Regions from separate parts of the Anas platyrhynchos genome. Here region 2 is linked to region 1. The links are chromatin contacts, called in public Hi-C maps. All regions are on one chromosome and are shown on one strand. Each heading gives the region's core, a stretch centred on a gene start, on an enhancer-like site or on the middle of the called end of the contact. The rest is flanking DNA. Distances are from core to core; before and after follow the strand shown.

Region 1 (6,664 bases), core at 541-3,040:
AGTTAAGCTCAGAAAGCTCCAGCCCTGCTGGGAAGAAACTGCTCGCAGAGAGGCAGGGAGCTTGGTGGTGCTGGGTGTCCCCTCTGGAGCTCTTGCTTTGGGCTGGCTGCTGAAAACACCACCTATTTTCACTGCCTGGATTTGAAGCAGCAAATGCACTGTCCCAATAACCAGTCCTGCAAAGATCATGTTGTAAAGCACGAGGAGGAGAAGCACCAAGCAGGTGTTAGCGCTCTGTAGTCACGGCCCCACACTCTGCCTTCAGATCCATCAGGGGCAGCAGGCTGTGGGGTTTGCTCTAGGGACAGGAGAGGACTTTTCCCCACTGACCTCGTAACAACACAGCCTGCTGAGAGTCCTTTCAATGCCCGTTGAAGTTTTTGGTTCACTTCAGTGGATTTTAGGCTGGGCTGTAGGCTGGAGCTCTCCCAGCTTGCAGCCAGGTGTTGCTGCTGCACTTTGTGCACCCCAGGAAGCTCTCCCCAGGCTGTGCCCCAGCACTCCCTTGGTGTCTTCAGAGGATGCTCCTAAAAAACAGGACATGTAGGAACGGTGGATGAATCAGCAATTCAAGAAATCAGTTATTCCACTTATCCCTGAGCCAAACAAACTAATTTCTTTCTAGAGTCAACCTCCAGAAAACCAGACCGTGAATTTAGTCTAAATTCCACATAAATAATCCAGGTAGAGCTTGTCATGTCTTTGCAAACGAGGTCCTTTTGATTTCTAACCCCTCAACTGCTGTTACTGAGTGTGCAGTGTGACCCTCTGACCATTAATCCCGGGAGGTGCATGGCCTTGCAGTGAGCTGGGGTTTGGCGGGGCGCGACTCGAACCATGGCTCATCTTCCTCCTGCTTTGTCTCCACGTTTAGCCCGTAACCGGCCACGTTAAGTAGATGTGAAGGATAAATACGATAAATACGAGCAGCCCCGGCAGGCAAACTGTGAAACGCAAGGCTCTGTGTTCTCAGATGATGAGGACAACGCTTTGTTGGATTGCGCATCCACCAACAAAAGGCCCAAAAGGAAGGATCAGCCCCTTGAGGTACTTCTGCTGTCGAGGTTCCTCCTTCTGTGATGTTCTTTGGCTAGCTGAATGAACTCCTTTCTTTGGTCTAAAAGCAGAGTCCAAAAGCAAATAACCTGCCCGGGCTTTCAGGGGTGAGTCTTGCTCAGTTTCCTGCACGTGTGGGTATCAACCCCTTGTTTTTCCTATCTGGAGAGGAATTGCTCTTTTCATCCCTGAGACAAGGTTCTCGGGGGGAGAACTGCTGGCACCCACAGCCAGGGAGCTCCCAGCTCAGAGCCCGGCCCCTCTTGCTTGAGTGCGCACCCAGCCAACCCCACCAAAAGCAGCGATTTTGGGATTTCAACAGCTTTTGAATCAGGCCTGGGATTAACAAATATGGTTTGTTAACGCCCTGGGCATGGAGCCGAGGCCTGCAGCCCTGCTGTAGCGCTGGGATTTGAGCCAGGAGATCTCACCGTGGGGAAGGGGAATCTGGTTCCCTCTCCCCATCTCCTCCTGGTGGGATGGAGAATCACAGGCTCAGGGGATCGCTTAGGACTTTAGGACTGATTTAGGATATTTACTGGGCAGCTGATGGCTGCTTTGCTGTAAGAGTGGGCTGGCTTCCCAAAGAAGCCCTCTGCCAAGCTGCAGGAGCTATCGCAGGGCTCCTGGTTTACAGACGGACACCGAGGCAGCAGCTCAGAGCCCGGGTGGATCTCTGTCTGTGGCAGGATCCCTGATGCAGGGGTAAAAATTCAGAGCAGCTGTGCTCCTCTGCAGCAGCTGGTAAGCATTTACTCTGTGATTCTGACAAGAGCCAGGGCCAAGCTGAAGCTTTTCAGAGGGAATAATGCACCGCAGACATCATTTGTTGTTGTTTGCTTACTTGTCTACGCTTGGAAACACCACAGCGGGCTTCCTAGCACCGCTTTGCTCTCTGGATCCAGAGGCTGCAGGAATTTGCACCAATTTCCCCGGGCTGCTTTGACCATCGTGGGATTAGGGCTCTTCAGCCATGCCTTAAACCAGAGGGGCAGGTGTTGGTTTGGCTTGGTTAAGGGCTGCAAAGGTTTTTGGAAAGGTCCTCAAGAAAAAAAGTCCTCAGCTGGTGCTTCGTTAATGAGCTGCAAGGCCCAGAGATACTTCTCTCTTCCTTCATGCCTGAAACAGGATCGTTACCGCAGAGGTGCCACACAGACGGGTGAGTTTTAAGGCAAGAAACCAACATTTCCTCACACACCGATGATATTTTCTCTCTGTTTTGCCTCTGCAGGCACCGCCTAGGACCCTCAGACCTCGCTTCAGGAAGAAAAGTACCTCGTCCTCTGCCACCGAAACAATGTGAGTGCAACGAGCCAATCGCACCCAGATCCACAGAATGTCTCTCTTCTGCCTTAACGAGCTCCTCGATAACCCTGTAGGAAACAGCAGCGGGATGGATGTGCTCGACGTGCGGCGCTGTAGACACGGCCTTTCTCTCTCTCCACTCTCTGTACCCCGTCCCATGCTCCTCGCGCTGTCGGTGGCACGGTCAGGGCGGTCTGACGGAGCCCTGCAGATTCAGAGCCCTCTTTTTGTTTGCAGAGCGTCCCCTTCCTCGTGCTAGTCCCGTCGGGCCGTGCATTTACAGTTCTCGTGTGTGTCCGCGTGGCTCTGGCTCTGTGGAAGGCAAAAACACTCAGCTGCTCACGATGCTACACGGACAGCGCGTTGATTTGTGGCTTTACCATTAAGGAAGGGGGCTTGGGGAAGCCACGGATTTCTCTTCCCTCCCCTTCCTCCTCAAGGCAGTGGTGGTGGAACAAATATTTTGGTATTCTGGCTGTTCAAAACGCCTTGTTAGGACTCGTTAGGGAAGGCCGAGCTGTGATGTCGATTCTCCTCCTGCAAGGATTCTCTTCCTTTGAGCCAACCATCGTGCTAAAGAGCCAGAACTCAGAGAGGACGAGGAAGAGAGGTGCGAGGTGAATGCTTTCATCGAGGCGGTGAAAGGGGAGCCTGAATTTTGATCAGCCTGAGCCAGGAGAGCTTTGTGTGGAGAATTTCCTTCTGGAGCAGGGGGTTGGTGAGAGCCGCAGTGTGTTTGTGTCCATGTAGATGTGTAAAAGGAGGGGAAGACGTCCTAGGGTTTGTGTATTTGTGCTTGGTGTCTCTTGTAAGTGTTCCGCATGTGAATTCACACATCCGTTAAGCACGTGGCCCCTCGTGTTTGCTCTTGGCCCTAGACTAGCTGAAACCCTTCGCGTTACCCAGAACTGCCCTCACTGAGGGATCCCTGCGCAGCCTGCACCACGAGCAGGGCTACTTGGCTACTGCAGGGGCAGCCCAGGATGCCAACAGCCTGTTGGAAGGCAGCAGGCTCAGACAGAAAGCTGCAGTGGCCTTTGTTCTGCTGGATGCGCATCACGATCCTGGCTGTCCCTGCCTGAGGCAGCCCCAAACTTTCCCCCAGAGCTTCCCAGGTATGCGGGGATGAGTGAAATAGGCTGTGCGTGCACACAAATATTTTTCTGACCTGGCTGGGAAGTGGGAAAAGCAAGCAGGTGCTTCCTGAGTCTGCCACAACATTCGGCCCCATTGCCGGAGAATTTTATTTCCTTTACATGTGCTAATTAATCGTGGCTTGCAATGGGTGAGAAGGAAGAAGTCCTCGGAAAGTAAATTGTAAAAACCCCAGAGTCCTAAATAGCACTTACAGAAGAGTCAGTCCTTATAACATAGTCAGCAAATGCTTTGAGGAGCTCAGCTTGTGTGTTTTATTTTTAAGCAGCTTTGGAGTTTGTTTGATTTATTTTGGCAAGCGTTAAAAAGAAAGAAAAAAAACTGCCTGCGGTGTTAGCAGAAATAAAATCCTGTTGCAAGCAAGCTACGTTTCCCTGCTATGCAATAGGCTGCCATAAGATAAAAAGCTGACAAGTTTGCACTCAATTATGCCAAAAAAACCAACAAACCATAGAGCTACAACAGCATCTGACAAATTCTGTTCTCAGACACGCTGCGCTAACATTGAATCTCACTGAAAATATTAATCGTGTCTAATCTGCTGTTTTATTGTAAACTTGACTGTTTAGATTCTCTTAAGTGCTGAGGTGAAATCGTTGACAAGGGAGTTGCCTTATATCTCTCAAAACATTCACTGTATAAAGGAGAAAAATAAACCTTTTCGTATGTCTGGCAAAAAAATAATAATAATAATGTATTAAATTATCAACTGAGCTGTATATTTGTGTATAGATAGACAAACGTGAATGCCTCACCACGTCCACGTAGTGCCCTAGTGTTCTGTCCACAGACCAGCCGTGTGCTTTTGGTTTCTCCTCCTCCCCATGCAGGCTGTTTACAGGTTTTACAGGTGTTGCCCCAGGTCTGTCCTTTCACCCTTTGGCTGTTTATTTCGAATAAACGCCAGCCATGAAGTCCTTTCTCCAGCTTTGCTTCAGAGCCTGATTCAGTGAGCAGCCTGCCTGCACTGCTGCTGACCCCTCGTGGCAAGGAGTTTGTAGGTGAGCAAATAAATGCAGGCCCTAGGAAAGGCAGCCTCTAGAGCTCCCAGCCTTCAGCCAGCACAAGGCTCAAGCGTAAGGTGCAGTATTTTAAGTAAAAATGAGGCTGAAGAGAAACTGTATCTGGTCCGTGGTAAACGGGGCTGTGAATTACTTCACCAATTTACCATAAATTCACCTCAGCTCTGAGGACGTCAGGCTCAGGGCAGCCCGGTCCCATCCTCTGTGCCTGTTCTTGTCACAGCAGGCAGTGTCAGCGCAGTTTGTGCTTGCCAACTGCTGAATCAGGATCACATCAGCCAGAGGGACTTCATTTTATCACTGTAACCACAGAACAATCCCCCACCAATTAAATTGTGTAGGTGCAAACCCAGCACGGAAGGAAAACCAGGTTATTTACTGCTAGTGAGAGGGAGAAAGCTGCTGGAAATACAGCGCTCCTCAGCCTGGTGTAAACAACCTGCTGCCTCCGCCTGCGCCCTGAACGCCGTGTTCCCACCTAACGAAGCCCCTGCACTCGTGACAGAGCGCTCGTTAATCACAGTCCCCTTCCTGCTGGTTGTTTGGGGTACCTGTTCTGCATCTGGCATCGTACTTGAAGCAGAGAACGCGGTGTCAGGATTTGTGTTTATCCAAACTGAGTAGGGATCGTCGCCGTGTACTCAATGCGATTGCTTTGCTGCGAGCAGCAGAAGAGCCCTGTGCTGAAGCCTCCCAAGTGCGGCCGTCACGACTCCAGAGGCTGACGTTTCACTGGTTTTGTCACACCGCTCGATACACATCTTGAGTAAAGTCTTAATCTTTTCTTTCAGGAAAACAACGACGATGACATCCTTAGTCTGTTCAATGTATCTGGCAGGCCAGAATCATTATTTGACTGCTGTATTATTTTTATCTCAATTCTGGCTGACTGTATATAGATGTACTCACTAAGTGCTGCATGTCCTTCGGAACTTTTCTGTATGATGAACTGGAAAAAAAAATACAGCTACTGAACACTCTGCGTAACCTGTGAGTTCTTTGAAACGCCACAGCCTCGGGTAGGCAACCATCTCCTGCCATGCCGGTGGCACTGGAGCTGACAAACAGGGAGTACCTAATTAATAAGGGGTTAATCATTAGGAAACATTTTGAAGCTACTGCATTTCACATGCTTGCTAAGTTACCAGTGGTGGTCTTCCGTACACACAGGTGAGCAGATGTGCAGTGCGTGAAAAACAAGGAAAGACTCAGAGCTGACTGCTTGCGGATGTAGATTAGGACCCAATGAAGCCATTGCACTGCTCAAAAACCAACATAAAATATAAAATTCCAGTCCCACGGTGGAGCTCTGCCATGAAATTTGGCTAATATGTTTTTAATTGGTTAGCAAAACCACAAGTAACCATTTCCTATGCTAACATGGAGACATGGCAACAGTGTCTGTGGTACCATAACAGGCAGCAACACCGAAACAAAATCCCACTCTTCTCTCCTTGGTAGCAAGCTACCAACAAGCAGGGACATCAAATACCTTGAGATTAAACATGTTTCTTTAAAAAAAATAAGTGTTTTGAGTTATCTGCTACCTTTTATTTTAGACTGTATTCATCCACATACATGATCTTACACACAACCACAGGAAACAAACAGATTTCAGAACACTTAGGTGACAAGCTTGGCTCTCACCCTCTGGAAGTAAAATACAAATCAATCCTCGTTTTAGTCTTGAATATTCCTTTATTTTGGGCCCCGATACCCACAATTCTGACCATAAATAAACATGCATATGTTTATTTATAAAAGTAACATATTAGATTTATGATCTAAAATTCAGATACAGGGGCCATACCATGCAAGACACCACCTCTTTCCTAGAAAGATGCAAAAAATAACAAATCTCTACACACGAAGATTTGTGCGATCATGGTACTTCTGGTAGGGATCATCAACGTACCAGTTTCTTCTTTTCCAGAAAGAAGTGGTCATTTTATCGAGGAGCTTACACTGCGTTCTGGTGCACAGCACCATCTCTCTCAGACGCTTCTTCTGGGCAGCAGACTTCTTCCACAATTTCTTCTTGTAGCCAGACTGTCAGAAGAAAACACACAAAAAATTAAGTCTCCCTATGCACCCTTCCATGCTAGTTACTAATGGAAACAAAAACA
Region 2 (6,650 bases), core at 178-2,677, 97 kb before region 1:
AGGGAAGAGCCATGTACAGTTTGCCTTTTGTTTTGTGGCAGGATGCTCTATCCTGCCTTCCCGATGCAAAACTTAATACGTGAGGATACTTTGTGTAATATATATATTTTTTTTCTGTCCTGGGGACTGTATTCTCCAAGAAACTCCTGTAATATACTTCTTGGGGACTGCAGGCTGGAGAGATGATTTTATTGTTTTCTGTTCAGCCTTTTATCACCTGTGAAAGGTTACAGTGAAATGGCAAGGGTGTTAAATTTTATGTATTTTTAGTTATGAAGTCTTGGATGATATTCTTAGCTTCAAGTATCATCTTTCCCTGAAAGGCACTTTGGCTTAGTCTGCTACCAAAAACCCTTCAGTGGTGTAAGATCCGTGTTTTTCTGACTCACTACAACTTTTATTAAAGCTGCTCTTAAACTGATGCACAGGAGCAACTGGTAGTTTTCATGGCTTCAGGCTGCTTTCACAAAACAGGTCCACCTTGAACAACTCCCCCTTGGTTTTACAAGACCCAATGCATTGAGGATGTCACAACACAGGTAAAGGAAAGCTAAGTCTTTAAAAATAAGACTTAAATACATGTTTTCTTCCAGTGCTGGTCAGGCATTGTATGTGCACAGGGGGAGTCCTGTTTCATGGAACAGTATCAGCGTGTCAGGCTGATCGTAGCTGCTTAAAGAAGTGTATTTCTCACTCTAAGCTACATGTAAAGATGCAGCACTCCTAAGAGGCAGATGGCAGCCTTGGCACCAGGTTGGTAACAGGAGGAGAGAATCCACGCTGGCACAGGCCTGGCTTTCTTCTCCCTCTGCCCTCTGAAGGTGGAGGAGGGCATTGGGATGGGTTAATGCCTCCAACTGGTGGTAGGTAGTCAAAGAGGAAGGTGCAGAGTGCCTGGGCTGGGCACTATGACGGGAAAGTCAGTGAACTTCCCCTCCTCTTCCCTGGACAGAAGGCTCTGCTCATCTGCCAATCCCGTAACTGATCAGGGCAGTTTTACAGCCAGTAGCCAGGCTGTAATAATTCATCTGGCACTGAAGTGAAAGGGGAGCTGCCTTCAGCTTAGCCCTGTCAGGTGCTGCTGCGTCATTGTCCCCACAACCACAGTGTGGTGGCAGCTGCTGTTTAAGTAGCACATTGTTAGGGCCTTAAGAGGCCAAAACACAAGGAGAGGTCTCTCCTTCCCAAGAAAGACTTCAGGCAATGTGATTTCAGGCATCGTGACTCACCGCAGGCAGAGTGTGAGCAACTCGCCCCTTTGTTCATCTCTCACCTAAGAGGCTTGTGATACTCCTGTGGTGCTGACAAAGGAAGCAGTTGCTAAGACTCGCCACCAGAAAAGCCTGTAATGGTATTCCAACAGCAAGAGCAGAGGAGCAGATAAGGTACGCAAACAGAAACCTGGATGCTGCCCAACAACATCCAGTTTCAGCCATAAAAGCAAGGAGGCACCAAGCACCCTTCCCTGTCATGCCAGAGAACAGGAAAAGGTCCCGGAGCAGTCAGTGTAACCTTAATGTTTGGAGTACCAAGCTCAAGGGTTCCCTCTTCACTGCAAACCTACCAAGAGCTGGACCAGGACACTTTGTTTCCCCTGCTCTTAGCACTGCAGCCAGGACAGATCCCAAAGGAAGAAAAATCACTCAGAGAGGCAGTGGGATGCAGCAGTTGAGAGCTGGGATAAAAACAGATTGTGTAACAAGGTTCAAACTCCAACTCCCAACAATGTGTCTCTTCATACATCCGTGCACATTTGCATGCATCAAGTCAGCATGACTCATGGCACTCGCTGGGTGGTGAGGTACCTGGCTGCCAGCTCCCCACACATGCTCTAACCAGGATCCAAGAGAAGCAATTAACTGCTTTGTTTCATTTACTTTAAACTTGCTACTGCAAGAAAACATTCATCTGAAACACTGCCTTGCCTCGAAGGATATGTAACTAGCTCAAAGTGCCAAATCAGCCTTGTTTTTCCTTCAGGAGCTGGCTCAGGCAACTGGAACAGGCCAGGCTGTTTATTATCAAATAGAGATGGCAGCAAGGGAAGAGGGAGGGACATTCTCACTGAACACAGCAGAGACAGGGAGTAGCTCTGCTGAATTTAAGCTAGCAGCAGCAGCTCAGTGAACTGGAACATTTCCCTGCCCCAGGAGTAGCAGAGCACTGGTGCTGACTCACAACTACCTGAAGTCCTCACCCAGCATTAGGGATCCTCTCCTGTCTTTTTGAATGCCTCTTCTTAAAAAAACAACCTAGCAGCCAGATCAACTGGCTACCCCAGCTCTAAGTGGTCACAAAGAACTCCACCTAGAGGCAATAAACACAGGATCAAGTTAATTATGTCTTCGTTTTGCATCTTTAATTCTGGATACCTCCTTCTGCCTCAATTTTGAGGCAAAGGAAGTAAGCGTGCCTATTCCCAGCAGACAAACCTTATCAGTCCACCATCTGCTAAGTTGATTAAGAGCCTTACTCCCTGCAAGAAATACAGCCTCAGGTACAGTTCCACTACTGAGGAACATGTAAGGAAGTTTCTCTCAAAACAAAAAAAACTGGCACAAAGACAGAATAGTTAATGCTGATCAACAGTAGCAGGTGAGTGTTGTGGGGAGGGGAATATCCAGTGTGTCACCATGTAACAGGGTTCCCCTCCCTCCTGTCTCATCCCAGCAGCTGTCCTGTGCAGTTCAGTGCTGAAAAGGGCACTGAGGAACACAAAAGTTGATTTTATTTCAGCTTGTTAGATGACAGATGCACTTCCCCTCTGCTTGTTTTTACAATTTGATTTTCTTTTTTTCAGTCTAAGTAATTTTAGAGCAACGTGCTTTTTTAAGACTGAGTCTGCAAAACTCACTTGATATAAACCATTGTACCAGTATTGGTTGAGAAACAGAAATCAAGCTAAACCATGTTTCGGTTAACCAAGAAAGCTATAAACAGAGCTATCGCTAAATTAAATACCATAAGCTTTCAGATAGTTAAAAAAAAAGTATGAACAGTATGATACACAATTTGCTTCTGCATTTCAAAGCACTGCACGAAATTAATTACATTTTCAAGAGTCAACTGAAGAAGCTGGGCAAGGAGCAATATCCGAAATAGAAGAATTTTATGTAGACCATTCAGTGTTAAAAACCAGAGAATCAAACATAAGTTCAAATTAAAGATCAGTTTCAAACAGAAGACATTTGATTAAAAGTTTCTTTTAACATTTAGAAATTTAAATACATTTACCTAAAGATGGTTAATCCCCACCTCTATGTTACTATACAATAGCTTAAAGCTACTTTTAAATGCTAGTTCTATGTTAATGTGAAATTACAGAACTGCATTCTTAGTTTATTTTTATGTAAATCGGTTATTAAATTGGTGACTCCATACTTCCTCCCACCCTAAAATAAATTTTTAAAAATTGGAGCTTTACAAGTCTCGGGTAATATTTTTCAAATGAGTAATTTGGAATAGTTTCCGACAGTTCTATAGGAGGTATTTTGTACAGTTTGGAGAGCAACTCCATATAAAGTTCTATTGCAACTGAGCATTCACAGTATGCCACAGTCCATACATATTACTACATATACATATCAGGTTTGTAAACATTGGAAGAATACACAGAACATAGTACCACGATCCTCTGGTACTGCTGAAAGGAAGATGAGGTAACATTCAGATAATCTCAAAGTCCACAGAGGTCCTGACTGAGTAGTTAAAACAGCTGCCAGCGCTTCTGTTTCATAGTGTGTGGTTAAGGCTTTCTAGTTTATGGTCTGCTAAGGCTGGATTCGTTCGCTCTCAGTATCCCAACTGCATCTTTAACTGCGTGGTATATGACATTCTTCACCTAGGAGGAAAAAAAGAGACATTTAAAGTTAAACAGCATGGTTTGGAGCAGTTTGGAAGACACTGACACACAGAAGACACCTGCAGAGCTTCCCCAACTTCTCTGCACCCCACGTGGCTCTCCTTTCAGGACAAACAGGCTCATCAGCACCAGCTCCACTCACATCACTAACTTGTGAGAACAAGATTCAAGTTCTAACAGGTTATAAACTGAAACTTAGTAGCCTGGGGAGAGTATTATGGGTTCAACCAGAGGAAAAACAGCAGAAAAGGAAAAAGGTAACACTTCAAAACTATCTCAGAGGGCCTCCACAGAGCTACTGAACATGTGTAACAGTCCAAACGCCTACTGAAATTCCTACTGAAATTCCTTTTTGGAGGTCCAATGCATTAAAGCTGATCCAAGTGTGAAATGTTCTATAGATGGCTAAATCATTACTGCATGGGTTTGGTGAGGATATTTTTTTTTAAAGGGAGAAAGGGGACAGGGTTCTCCTTGAGCTTACCTGCAATTTATCTTCGTGGTTTGTATGTGTATGTGACAGATATCTAAATTCCTGAGTGAGCCAGAAGCAATGCTTGACGTGCTCTGGGGATACAAAGTCTTCTGCAACTTTAATACAACTGTACAAGTTATGAACCTAGAGAGAACAGACGAGTATTAGCCACATGTGCAAAGGTCTGCCCAAGCAGTCAGACTGTAAATAGTGTCACTGGTCCTTGCCTGGTGTGGAGCTCCTGCTGGAATGAAAACTACATCTCCTAGAAACTGTACAATAGCCCAGCCTTGAACTCCATACTCCTGGTGAAGGCGTTTTCTTAGAGATCTGTCCAAGTACCAACTTTGATCATGAATAGGGTCGTGATCGACAGGATTTTCTTGACCTTGTTCTTCAGCAACCTGAAAAGTCAGGAAAAGAAATGTATTATAATATACCAGTCCTACTGGATAAGCAAGATACGTGTGTGGTATGACTTATGCATGCATGCCAGATTGAGTGACTTACACCACGTGGCCAGGTGTAAGAGCTGTATGCAACCCTTACTCAGTCCTTGGTTAGTGAAGGCTGCATCATTTTGCATTCCCACTCGCTTCACAGACACATTGCAAAGGTGGATACAATAAAAGCAAATAATTCCAATTTACAGTAAGAAGAAACAGAAGGCTTAAGTGACTCATGTTCCCAACAGGAGCCACTGCCACATGAAATGAGCACTCTTACACTACTACAGCCTGTCACTGGAAAAAACATCACCAAATGCAGCAGGTGCCTGCCCCAAGGCCAGCACTAGTCGGTGTTCTCAGTGACCAAAACAGAGGACGCTAACACAGTTTTCAGAAGACACCGTGCTGGGAAGCACAAGGACTTTGTATGAGAAGTTTGAGGGGTAGGAGGAGGCGGGGCGAGAATTGGGCTGCAGCCTGAGAACTCATTTGTGAGGAGATGAATGGCTTGGTTCTACCCCCAGGTAAGGTGCTGAAGGCCTCACACCTGCAGGCAAGTAGACTGGGAAGAGGTGTGGGATACAGGCATCAAAACAAACCACCACTGCCTATCAAGTTCAGCATCAAGTGTATCACGTATAGTATTGTATAGTATCAACAAAGAACAAATCTTAAACTGCTGTAGCTTCAAGCTTTTGTCCAAGACAATAGGCTGACAAAGCCAATAGTTGCTCAAACCATCCCATTTATCTTAAACACTATTTTTATTTTATTTTTTGCTTTTAATGTGCAAAAGATGTTCCAGAATTAAGATAACCAAAAACTCTGGACCATTTGTGATAAATTCAATACTGAAATAAGCCCTTTTGGATATAGTGTCACATTTCTTTCCTCCATTAAACTTTATCTCCCATGAAAACCATCTGCAGAACCTTGTACTTCTCCCCTCAATCCAAACCTCATAAAGGAAGGTATGGAAAAAACATAGGAGAAGAACAAGGGAGAACCACAAAGCACATCTTACTCTGACATCCCCTAAGAGCACCTCATATGCATGAAGATAGGTCTAGTTTAATTTTCTTTTTCTGAAATCTAACAGCACTACATTCATTCATTGCTTGTGCTATAAAAAGGGTGGACTAAAGCAGTGTATCTAGGTCTGGGGTAGCTTCAAACTTCCTCTCATTACCCTCCTACAAGATCCAAGTCACTCAAGAATTTTTGTCTTTGAAACAACACAAGTACGTTTGTTTCTGGTTTCTAGAATAAATGACAGAGAAAAGAGGTTTAAAAAAAGTCCAAGGATGTATTTGTTAGTCTACACAGACAGCAAAACAGTTTCAGATATAATGTTGCCTACCTTTTTAAGGAATTCCCGGATCTTCTCTGTATCTTTAGCAGCATAAATGTGCCACAGAGCTCCAGGTTTTTCTCGACTTTCAGTGAAGCGCTTAATTGTCAGTTCATCAGAATCACCATCTTGTATGGTTTTAAGCACTTCTGTTAAGAGTAAACACAAGCAGTTACTCTCAAAGTTATGCTTTCCTCCAACCACAGAAACAATCCCCTCCAGAACAAAAGAAAGACTTCACCTTCTTCTTGATCAGCCTGCCCTTTGGGGATACCCACATAAACCATTACGTTAGCTGCATCAGACACATCCAAATGGAGATTTGTCGTGCCGTATTTTCTATCTTCTGGTGTTATTAAGCCTGAAAAAAAAAAAAAAAAAAAAAGCATCCACTATGTTAGCAAGAGAAATAGAAATCTTATGCCACTCTAAGCAGAACAATCTCAAAAGCCCAGAGAGCATTCACTTTCATAAGCAAATGCCTCCAGGACAGCAATTTACTTTATTGCCAGA

What was found. A called contact is a pair of places that touch in the nucleus more often than the background predicts.
Region 2: a Hi-C map of subcutaneous adipose tissue shows a contact between it and region 1, with 1.9 times the contacts expected there. The contact joins two enhancer-like sites. A contact is called at or near these places in 2 of 8 Hi-C or Micro-C datasets (F1 follicle and subcutaneous adipose tissue).

What each region holds. Positions count from the first base shown.
Region 1 is chr4:73,787,252-73,793,915 of IASCAAS_PekinDuck_T2T, reverse strand. It overlaps REEP1 (receptor accessory protein 1), which reads left to right. Exons shown (of 11, transcript XM_072037877.1): 9 at 899-1,047; 10 at 2,288-2,355; 11 at 2,436-5,520. The coding sequence ends at 2,478. MRPL35 (mitochondrial ribosomal protein L35) reads right to left here. Exons shown (of 4, transcript XM_027455750.3): 4 at 6,217-6,587. The coding sequence ends at 6,399. Among named protein-coding and RNA genes, the nearest start is that of MRPL35, 5.0 kb to the right of the region's middle. Within about 2 kb of position 1,790, at least 1 of the 8 cell types and tissues checked has an H3K27ac peak or open chromatin away from gene starts, as enhancers often do. A contact at or near this core is called in subcutaneous adipose tissue, where this site is marked.
Region 2 is chr4:73,884,193-73,890,842 of IASCAAS_PekinDuck_T2T, reverse strand. It overlaps LOC101797326 (charged multivesicular body protein 3), which reads left to right. Exons shown (of 7, transcript XM_027455754.3): 7 at 1-421. It overlaps KDM3A (lysine demethylase 3A), which reads right to left. Exons shown (of 25, transcript XM_038178761.2): 21 at 6,379-6,498; 22 at 6,147-6,286; 23 at 4,565-4,741; 24 at 4,347-4,481; 25 at 3,093-3,841. The coding sequence ends at 3,761. Among named protein-coding and RNA genes, the nearest start is that of KDM3A, 29 kb to the right of the region's middle. Within about 2 kb of position 1,427, at least 4 of the 8 cell types and tissues checked have an H3K27ac peak or open chromatin away from gene starts, as enhancers often do. A contact at or near this core is called in subcutaneous adipose tissue, where this site is marked.